Regions from separate parts of the Sus scrofa genome. Here region 1 is linked to region 2. A link is a contact called in public Hi-C data. All regions are on one chromosome and are shown on one strand. Each heading gives the region's core, a stretch centred on a gene start, on an enhancer-like site or on the middle of the called end of the contact. The rest is flanking DNA. Distances are from core to core; before and after follow the strand shown.

Evidence for each region. Hi-C and Micro-C count contacts between places; a contact is called where the count stands out from the background.
Region 1: a Hi-C map of embryonic fibroblasts shows a contact between it and region 2, with 2.8 times the contacts expected there. The contact joins two enhancer-like sites. A contact is called at or near these places in 2 of 47 Hi-C or Micro-C datasets (embryonic fibroblasts and liver) and 1 of 2 datasets of contacts at active chromatin or transcription factors (skeletal muscle).

Annotation. Positions count from the first base shown.
Region 1 is chr1:181,427,081-181,431,475 of Sscrofa11.1, reverse strand. The region is part of intron 1 of LOC106509105 (a long non-coding RNA gene); the gene reads left to right. Among named protein-coding and RNA genes, the nearest start is that of GNG2, 56 kb to the left of the region's middle. Within about 2 kb of position 2,830, at least 18 of the 83 cell types and tissues checked have an H3K27ac peak or open chromatin away from gene starts, as enhancers often do. A contact at or near this core is called in embryonic fibroblasts, where this site is marked.
Region 2 is chr1:181,133,139-181,137,640 of Sscrofa11.1, reverse strand. All of the region lies in intron 1 of LOC102162767 (a long non-coding RNA gene), which reads right to left. Among named protein-coding and RNA genes, the nearest start is that of TMX1, 200 kb to the right of the region's middle. Within about 2 kb of position 2,465, at least 12 of the 83 cell types and tissues checked have an H3K27ac peak or open chromatin away from gene starts, as enhancers often do. A contact at or near this core is called in embryonic fibroblasts, where this site is marked.

The DNA.
Region 1 (4,395 bases), core at 1,581-4,080, 290 kb before region 2:
GGGTGAGATGAGGAAAAGAGAGATGGGATGGTGGCCTGTAGCTGGGGATCCAGCAGGGCTCAACTGGATGTAGGGTCAAGGATGCTTTGGGACCTTGTTTGCTAAGTACATGTACTTTTCAAAAAACACTTAATTTTACAGATTTAAAGTAAGTTGCAAAAGCAGTACAGAGAGGTCTCATGTATTCACCATCCAGCTTCCCCCAAGAGTAGCATCATATATTGCTAGAGTATGTATTTTCAAACCAGGAAATCGTCATCCATACAACCTACAGATATTATTCAAGTTTTAGCAGTTTTTACATGCACGCATATGTATATGTGTATGAATAGTTCTATACAACTTTATCGTCTGCATAAATTTGTGTAACCACCACCACAATCACACACACAACTGTTCCCTCACCACAAAGAGCTCCTGCATATGGCCCCAACCGCTGGTGACCACGCATTTGTTCACCATCTCTGTAATTTTGCGATTTGGAAAGTATTACATAAATGGTCCTATATACCATATGTACTATATAACATTTCAAGATAGGGTTTTTTTTTTTTTTTCACTCAGCTCTCTTCACAACATCAACATGGTTGCAAGTATCAAGAGCTTGTTTCTTTTTACTACTGAGTAGTATTCCATTATACAGATATACCACCATTAGTTTGGCCATTCACCCCCTCAAAGACATGTGGGTTGTTTCTAGTTTGGAGCTGTTAGAAATAAAGCTGTGACGAAGATCATGTAGACGTTTTTGTGGCCTAAGTTTCCATTTCTCTGGCATCCATGCTTAGGAATGCAATTGCTGTATGATCTGGTACGTGTATATTTAATTCGTTTTATGAGAAAGTACCAAACTACTTTCCCCAAGACTGCACGATTTGGCATTCCCAACAGCAATTTAGGAGAGATTCAATTTTCACCAGCATTTGGTATTGTCACTATGTTTTATTTTAGCTGTTCTAATAGGTATGTGATATAGGAAGCTTTGGATATGTTTTGTCTGTGGGTTTGTTTGGTGAAGGAGAGCCTTCAGCACATTCACGGGCTGAGGGGAAGGAACGCGCAGAAGGGATGAACTGAGGGTGCAGGAAGAGGAGGAGAATGGACAGGTCCTAACAACGGGAAGGGAGGGGTGAAGTGACGATTGAGCTTTGACAGCCATGGGCCTTATCCTCAGAGACAGGAGGAAAGGATGTGAGAGCACAGAACAAGATTAGAGGGGGAGGCCCTGGAGGATGTTGTCGCCTAGTGGGTGACAGTGAGCTCTGGAGTCAGGCTCATGCTGGGTCGGCTCCCCCACTTCCCAGCTATTTGATCTTGGATACAATATCTGTTCTCCCTAAGGGGTCAGTTTCCTCATTTATACAAAGGGGAAAGTAGTAAATAATGTTAGGATTATGGTGAGAATGAAGTAAACTTCTATGGGTTTGGCAAACAAGAGAGATGATGATAATCACACAGCAAATCAAAGAGCTAAACATGCCACATAAATTCAGAGTCCAGGAGTTCCTGTTGTGGCTCAGCAGGAATGAACCCAACTAGTATCCATGAGGATGTGGGTTTGATCCCTGGCCTTGCTCAGTGGTTAAGGATCTGGCATTGCTGTGGCTGTGGTGTAGGTCAGTGACTGCAGCTCCCATTTGACCCCTAGCCTGGGAACTTCCATATGCTGTGGGTGGGGCTCTAAAATGCCAAAAAAAAAAAAAAAAAAAAAAAAAAAAAATCAGAGTCCAAATAGTGTGATAGTTGTTGGCTCCTATGACTTTCCACAGCCTCCCGAAAGACTAAGAACTTGAAGGGAGGAGTCAGAGGCCTTATTTTTATTTATTTTGACTTCCTAGCATTCAGCTCAAAGCCTTCCTTACAGAGAGCTCTCAGACAAGTGTGCAAACACCTGAAGAGTCAACCCTGAACCAACTCAGGTCCTGCCTCTCAGGCAGAGCTTCCCTTCCACTGACTCTGGGTTGAACTTTCCCCTCTCTGAATTTGCTACCTTCTTTACAATAACTCAGCTTTTTTTTTTTTTTTTTTTTTTTGCAGTCACTGATTTGAGCTCTGTATTTCAGTTCTGGAAATGCAAACACACACTCTTATTCATCATTCAAGTCTGATAATCTCTTTCTGTTGTTACAAATGCCTAAGAATTAAAAAGGAGAGGGAGAGGGTGGTATATTACTGGAGAGACTTCTTTAAATTACCTGTTTTCATGACCACCTGCATCCTGGGAGAGGCTGAGCTTCAGCAAGTTGACAGGTTCCATGTCCTGGTGCTAAATGAGCCTCCCTTTACCAGGTGGGCAGAGGGAGGACTGCTGCCACGGTGAGGCCGGCTCACGGGCTCACTCACTCCTCTGTGGGTTCAGGTGCGCCAGCCGGGTGAGAGGCAGAGTGGACCTGGGCTGATGAGGAAAAGGCAGCGGCATTAGGGAGACTGTGGGTACACCTGTGACCTGTTTTTAGTTTGCGAATTCTGGCCACATCTCCAGCCTTAAAAAAACAAAACAAAAAACAAAACTCCTTGTCCTGCTCTCTTCCCTCAGATGAGATGCAGAAATGTAGCTAAAATGCAACCTAGAGATGTTTGGGGAGGGGCATTGACAGGATGAGTCAACAATGGAGGTCAAACAAGGAATTTGGAAAATCCATAACATACGAATATCTTCCTCCTCAAATCATCCTAGTTTTGGCAATAGAGCCTTTGGTTGCTGAGGTGGAGTTTGTTACAACATTTCCTGGCATCCCAAATAGCCAAAGGTTCTGGGTCCTTTGTACTAAACCACTCACTCTGACCACCAGGGGTCAGGCTGCAGCCAAGAACAGGAGGCGGACGCTCCGGAGCCCAGCTCTGTTTTCTGCCCCCAGGCCCTGCCTTGCTGACGAGACCTCACTCCAGACCCGAGCGCCTCCAGCAGTGGCTTGTGGGATTCCTTTCTCATTTGTAATAGAAGCTGCTTGGAGTTGAGTTAATTCCCTTTGTGAATCATATACTTCCTTCATTTTCATTTGTTAAGTTTAAGAACCACTCACATAAGAATCGTGTTTGGGGGGTGGGGAGCTTATTAAAAAGCAGATTCTGGGCACTGCTTATGGAGGCTGATTCTGGGGTGGAGGGGTTGGGCCCAAAGAATCTGCGTGTTATGCACACTCTGACTGGTTCTGAAGCAGTTGCTGCAGAACCACACTTTGGTAGAAGGCTTCAAGTTCCAATCCAAGCAGCCCCTGAGTGGAGCCTTCAGCTTTGTGCATGCCCAGGACTCCATGAGGACTAGGCCCATGTGTCCTGCCACCCCAGGACTCTAGGCCATCAGAGGCGTGGTCTCTGGCACATTAATCAACACCAAAGTGGGATGGGGGAGGCAGGAGAGGAAGAGAAATTCATACAGCTCAGTGCCCAATGAAGACCACTGGCAGCCCGCCCTGACCTCTACTGACATCCTTTATGCTTTACATTCCTCCTGACTGTTCCTGGGCACTGGTTTCCTTATTTGATTCCCTTTGATGTGCCTCTCTCCTCCTCATTGCTCAGAAAGAGTGTCCTGGGTTTGGAGATAGCTAAGCTACAGAGCTCAGGATAGTGTTTGCTGTCCTGCATTGGTGCTAAGACATGGTTTCCAACATGCGTACTTGATACACTAAGAAAGAGTTTTCAGGTAGGAATGGGAGCGAAACACACCCTCAAACATGCGCATTCACTGTAAGATGCAACCTAGGTCCAGAACAATAAAACATGCGTTTTATTTTTTGTATTTTTAGGGCCGCGCCCATGGCATATGGAGGTTCCCAGGCTAGGATAGCGGTCAAATCAGAGCTGTAGCCGCTGGCCTAGACCACAGCTCACAGCAATGCCGGATCCTTAACCCAATGAGTGAGGCCAGGGATTGAACATGCGTCCTCATGGATACTACTCAGGTTTGTTTCTGCTGAGTCAGGACGGGAACTCCAAGAAAACGTGCATTTTAGAATGGAGAGAAGCATCTCTCTTGTTCGCATAATCCAATGCTGCTTCATTCATTCAACTCAAATTCACAGGGTGCCTGTGGGGCCAAGAACCTGTTTCAGGTGCTGTGGGTGGAGGGTTAGGCAGTGCTGCTATTAATGGTATAGGAGGCAGGTAATAAAATACTAATAAATGAATTAGAAAACCAGAGTTGGAGACTGTGACATTTGCTCTCGGAGAACTAGAGACGGTTACATGGTAGAGACGTGATGGAAGAGCCCGATGTTGAACAGGGTGTTCAGGGACCATTTCTGAGCGGGGGTCATGCAGCTGAGCCTGGAAGGAAGAGGAAGATCATTCCTGGTGGGGAGGACTTCCTGGGGCCTGCCTAGCACCTTGGCCCATGGTGGCAGAACTTGGACCGCTGCTAAACCCACCCTTTATTGAGCCCCTTTTTCATGC
Region 2 (4,502 bases), core at 1,216-3,715:
TCTTCTCCCTTAGATTCAGGCTTCACACAGATGCTGAAGAGAATTTTCAAACAGAAATCTCGCCATATCTCTGCCCTGCTTAAAACATTACACAGTCTCCCCATTGTTCTTGGGATAAAGCCCAAACAAGTTAACATGGAAAAGTCCTCTTTGGACCCTCCAGGCCCAGTCTCACATTGTGTCAGTCACTGAGCTATGTACGTATTTCCACAGTCCAGACTGCTCATCCCCAGCTCCAGCTGTGAATTCTTCCTACTGTGTTCTTATCTCTTTACCCCCATACCTTTTTCACTGGTTAACACTCAACATTCAAGGTTAAAGACGCAAATCCTCCAGCCTCACTGCCTCTAGATGGCCTTCCACGACACGTCTGCTCTACAGGTACTCTGACATGTCCCTCAGGTACGCTGCCCACAGCCCACGGTGTATTCAGATGATCCACTTGCCAGTCAGTCTTTCTTCCCCTCTGGATTGTGAACTTCCCAGGAGCAGATGCAGGTGACTCTTAGATGGCATCTAGGAAAATGCATGGCACTAGGTGACCTCAACTAAAATTCATGGAACATATCCATTTGTATTGAAAACTGGTAGCGAGCAGGTCAGATCCAGCCCAAAGACATGGTTTATTTGGCCTACATGGGAAAAAAAAATCAATGTTTAAAAATCAAGAAATCTCAACTAAAAATCTAAAATCTGGAGCTCCTGTCACAGCTCAGTGGAAATGAATCTGACTAGTACCCATGAGGACAAAGGTTTGATCCCTGGCCTTGGCTCAGTGGGTTAAGGATCCAGCATTGCCATGAGCAGTGGTGTAGATTGCAGATGTGGCTTGGATCTGGCATTGCTGAGGCTGTGGTGTAGGCCGGCAGCTACAGCTTCGATTTGACCCCTAGCCTGGGGACTTCCACATGCAGGGGTGTGGCTATAAATAGACTAAAATTTTTAAAAATAAAAAATAAAAATCTAAAATCTTAGAATCTCTTGAGAAGTCTAAATATCTGAAAATACCAGATTCATATTTTTCTGTGGTACTGACCTCATTAGAAAGGGTACCTGCTCACCATCTTCCCACGTCACTCTTAGCCTACATCACTCCTGCATCCTGGAAGGAAGTAGGTTCCTCATGTCTGCTCTACTCTGTTCTCAAAGAAATGTTTGGAGGGATATTTTGGTTGGCCTTCATTTGGGGAAGATGCCAGATGCTGTCCAAAGCAGTGGGTGGTTGCTTTTCCTCAGAGAGAAAAGAAATGGTCAGAGACCACCCTCCTGGTCATAAGACATTTAGGGTGAGCAAGAAGTCTACCCTGTCAATGACCTTTGCTCTGGTCTTCCCTCTTTCTAGATTTCTATCTAATACTGAAACGACTGTATTGTAATTCCTAGCTAAATTTTTGAAACTCAAAGAATCTTAACACAGATTTCCTTCCACACATTTCCCTAGAGAGAGCTGCATAAGAAGATGCTAGAGACATTTATCATCTTCAAACTAGCATTTTCACCATTGATGTCTCATATAATTCTTACCTCATCTCTGGGACAATGAGTCAAAGGGTCTTGGCATAAGAGCTCAAATTTTATAAGTATATTGAATTTTCTCCACAGGTGTGACTGTTTTCACACAAAACAGACCACAGTCATGTGCACAAAAACACCTCAAGAGATTTTTACATATTAACTGCTAATGGCTTTATGAATTTTAATGGTTCAGAGGTTTATTCTTTACCACAGGCCCAGATGGAAATCACTGCCATCAGAAAAAGCTGAAATCTCCAGCTGAGATGAAGCAGATTTCCAGGCAGAGGAAATCAGAATGGGACCTACCAGTGATGCCATCTGTTCTTCCCCACTGACCTAAGAGCTGGTGGCTCCTGGGGGACCTAAGGAATCATCCAGCTGTGGGATTATGTTTTATTGGGATTGAATTCAGTCAATGTTCCTGACGTCCAGGCTTTGACCCTCATTGCTTCTATCCGATACCTCTACTGTATGCTTTTTAATACATATTTATTAAGAAGAATAAAGTTAACTCAGTGTAGTCTAATTATGATCATTTGATGACATTCTTTGGGATCACTGTGAATACTACCAAGCTCGTGAAAGACAGGATTTCAGATTAGGGACTACAAGGCTTTAGTTGGCCTGCTCTGGAACAATGGGCCAGCGATTTCTTTGTGGCTCTGACACATTCTATACCAGCACTGACAAAGAGAAGATGTGGCTTAGCCTGAGAATCACCTACGCCATGAGGAAAAAATTTACTGTATTCTGAAATTCCTTTTTCATTGGATGGAATCTCAAAACCAATAGCAGACACCACATGTCCTTTTGTAGAACTGCCCCGAAGACTGATTTTCGTGCTTCTCCCCAAGAACCTCCCACTGAAGGATGGCCAAGGGCCAGACACTGAATGCCACAGGGAGAGGCTCACCCTTCCCACCGGCCCTACCCCCTCTTGCCAAAAACACTCTGGGAAACTCCCTCTGAAGTCATGCATATCTTTTCTGGACTGAGACTCTGACTCTGCATGACTGTGGCAACCAGCAGCTGGGCACAGAAACCGAGGGGCAGACATCTGTTCCATAAGACAGCAGGGGCGAATCGTCACTTTAATGAGACCTAAAAGACGGACAGCTGCGATTAGCAAGAGCAGCAGGTGTTTCCAAGGGTAGACTGAATATACTCCTTGCCTACCTTCCCCATTTACCTGGGGCCTGGTATGAGACACCACAACTAGTCTGAACAAGCTTTCTGAGACTTACTGAACTCGTTTGTCTTGACAGTAAGCTTCCTTCATGTACTTCTAAGTGAGAGAGAATGTCAAGATCAAACCTACATCAAACTTCACGAGGTAACCTGATTCAAAAGTGGCTTTTCCCTAAGTCTGCAGCTTGGCATGAGGTCTCATTTCCTGTGTAAACAGTATGATATTTGGGAGTTTTGTTTGAAAAAGAGAGCCTGGCTTAGCCACAGTTGGTAAGCAAGCCTGCCACGCTCTTTTGCCTGGTTGAACCTGCCCTTTAATCACAGATGGAGCATTACAGTCCAACCAGTTCTGTATGTCATGATCACAAGCAGTGAGCCCCCATGGTCCCTCTTTCTTTGTCAACAGATAACCAACTTGCATTTCAGCATGGGTTTATACTTTAGATTGAACATGAAGATCATGCCAATAGTTATCCTCAGACATGCCAACCAATTCAATTTAGCAAAGGCTTACAATCACAGGCTATGTCCCAGACATTCAAATAAGATGAAATATATTGTTCCTCACCTCCAAGAGTTTAGAGATTCAATGTGCAGACTTAGGCATAGAAACACCTAAGAACAGACTAGAGAACTAGAGTATGTAGTTAAATATTCCAAAGGCAACCAAGAGATATAAAGCAATGGAAATATTTTTTAATGGTGAAAGACATATGGGGAGTAAAGTAAGAATGTCTAACACATATTTATTTGGAAATCTAGAAGGATATTATAGAGGGAATGGAGAAAGAGCAATGCTCAAAGAGATAGCAGCTAAGGATTTTCCAAACATCAGGAATTTTTTAAAAAATAGAATAAATAGGGAGTTCCCATAGTGGCTCAGCAGTAACAAGCACAACTAATACCAATGAGGACACAGGTTCGATCCCTGGCCTCACTCGGTGGGTTAAGGATCTGGCATTGCTGTGAGCTGTGGTGTAGGTCACAGACATGGCTCAGATTTGGCATTGCTGAGGCTGTGGTATAGGCTGGCAGCTACAGCTCTGATTTGGCCCCTAGCCTGGGAACTTCCATATGCTGTGGGTGTGGCACTAAAAGAAAAAAAATAGAATAAATAAAAGGAAATCTACAAATAATCCCATTAAAATGAAACTACAAATACCAAAATGGAGAGAATCTTAAAAGACACACTACCTGTGAAGAAACAGCAATTAGACTTATGTGACTATATACAACAGCCAAGACATGGAAACGACCAAAATGTCCATTGACAGAGTAGATAAAGAAAATGTGATACATATACACAATGGAATATTACTCGGCCATTAAAAGGAAAGAAATAATGGCATCTGTAGCAACATAGATAGACCTAGAAATTATCATGCTAAGTGAAGTCAGTCAGACAGTGAGACACCAACACCAAATGCTATCACTTACATGTGGAATTTTAAAAAAGGACACAATGAACTTCTTTGCAGAACAGACACTGATTCACAGACTTTGAAAAACTTACGGTTTCTAAATGAGAGAGGTTGGGGGGTGGGTTGGGGGTTTGGGATGTAAATGCTATAAAACTTGGGTGTGATGATAATTGTACAACTATAAATGTGATTGAGTAATAAAAAAATGCTATAAAAAAAGAATGATGCAAGCCTCTCCACAACAATATTAGAAGCCAGAAAAGACAGGGAAATGATATCCTCAAGTAGTATGTAACTGTCAACCTAGTGTTATATACTCTCAAAGCATATAAGACAATTTAGGCTGTGATAAGAATTGTAATCGAGCTGTAAATAAGG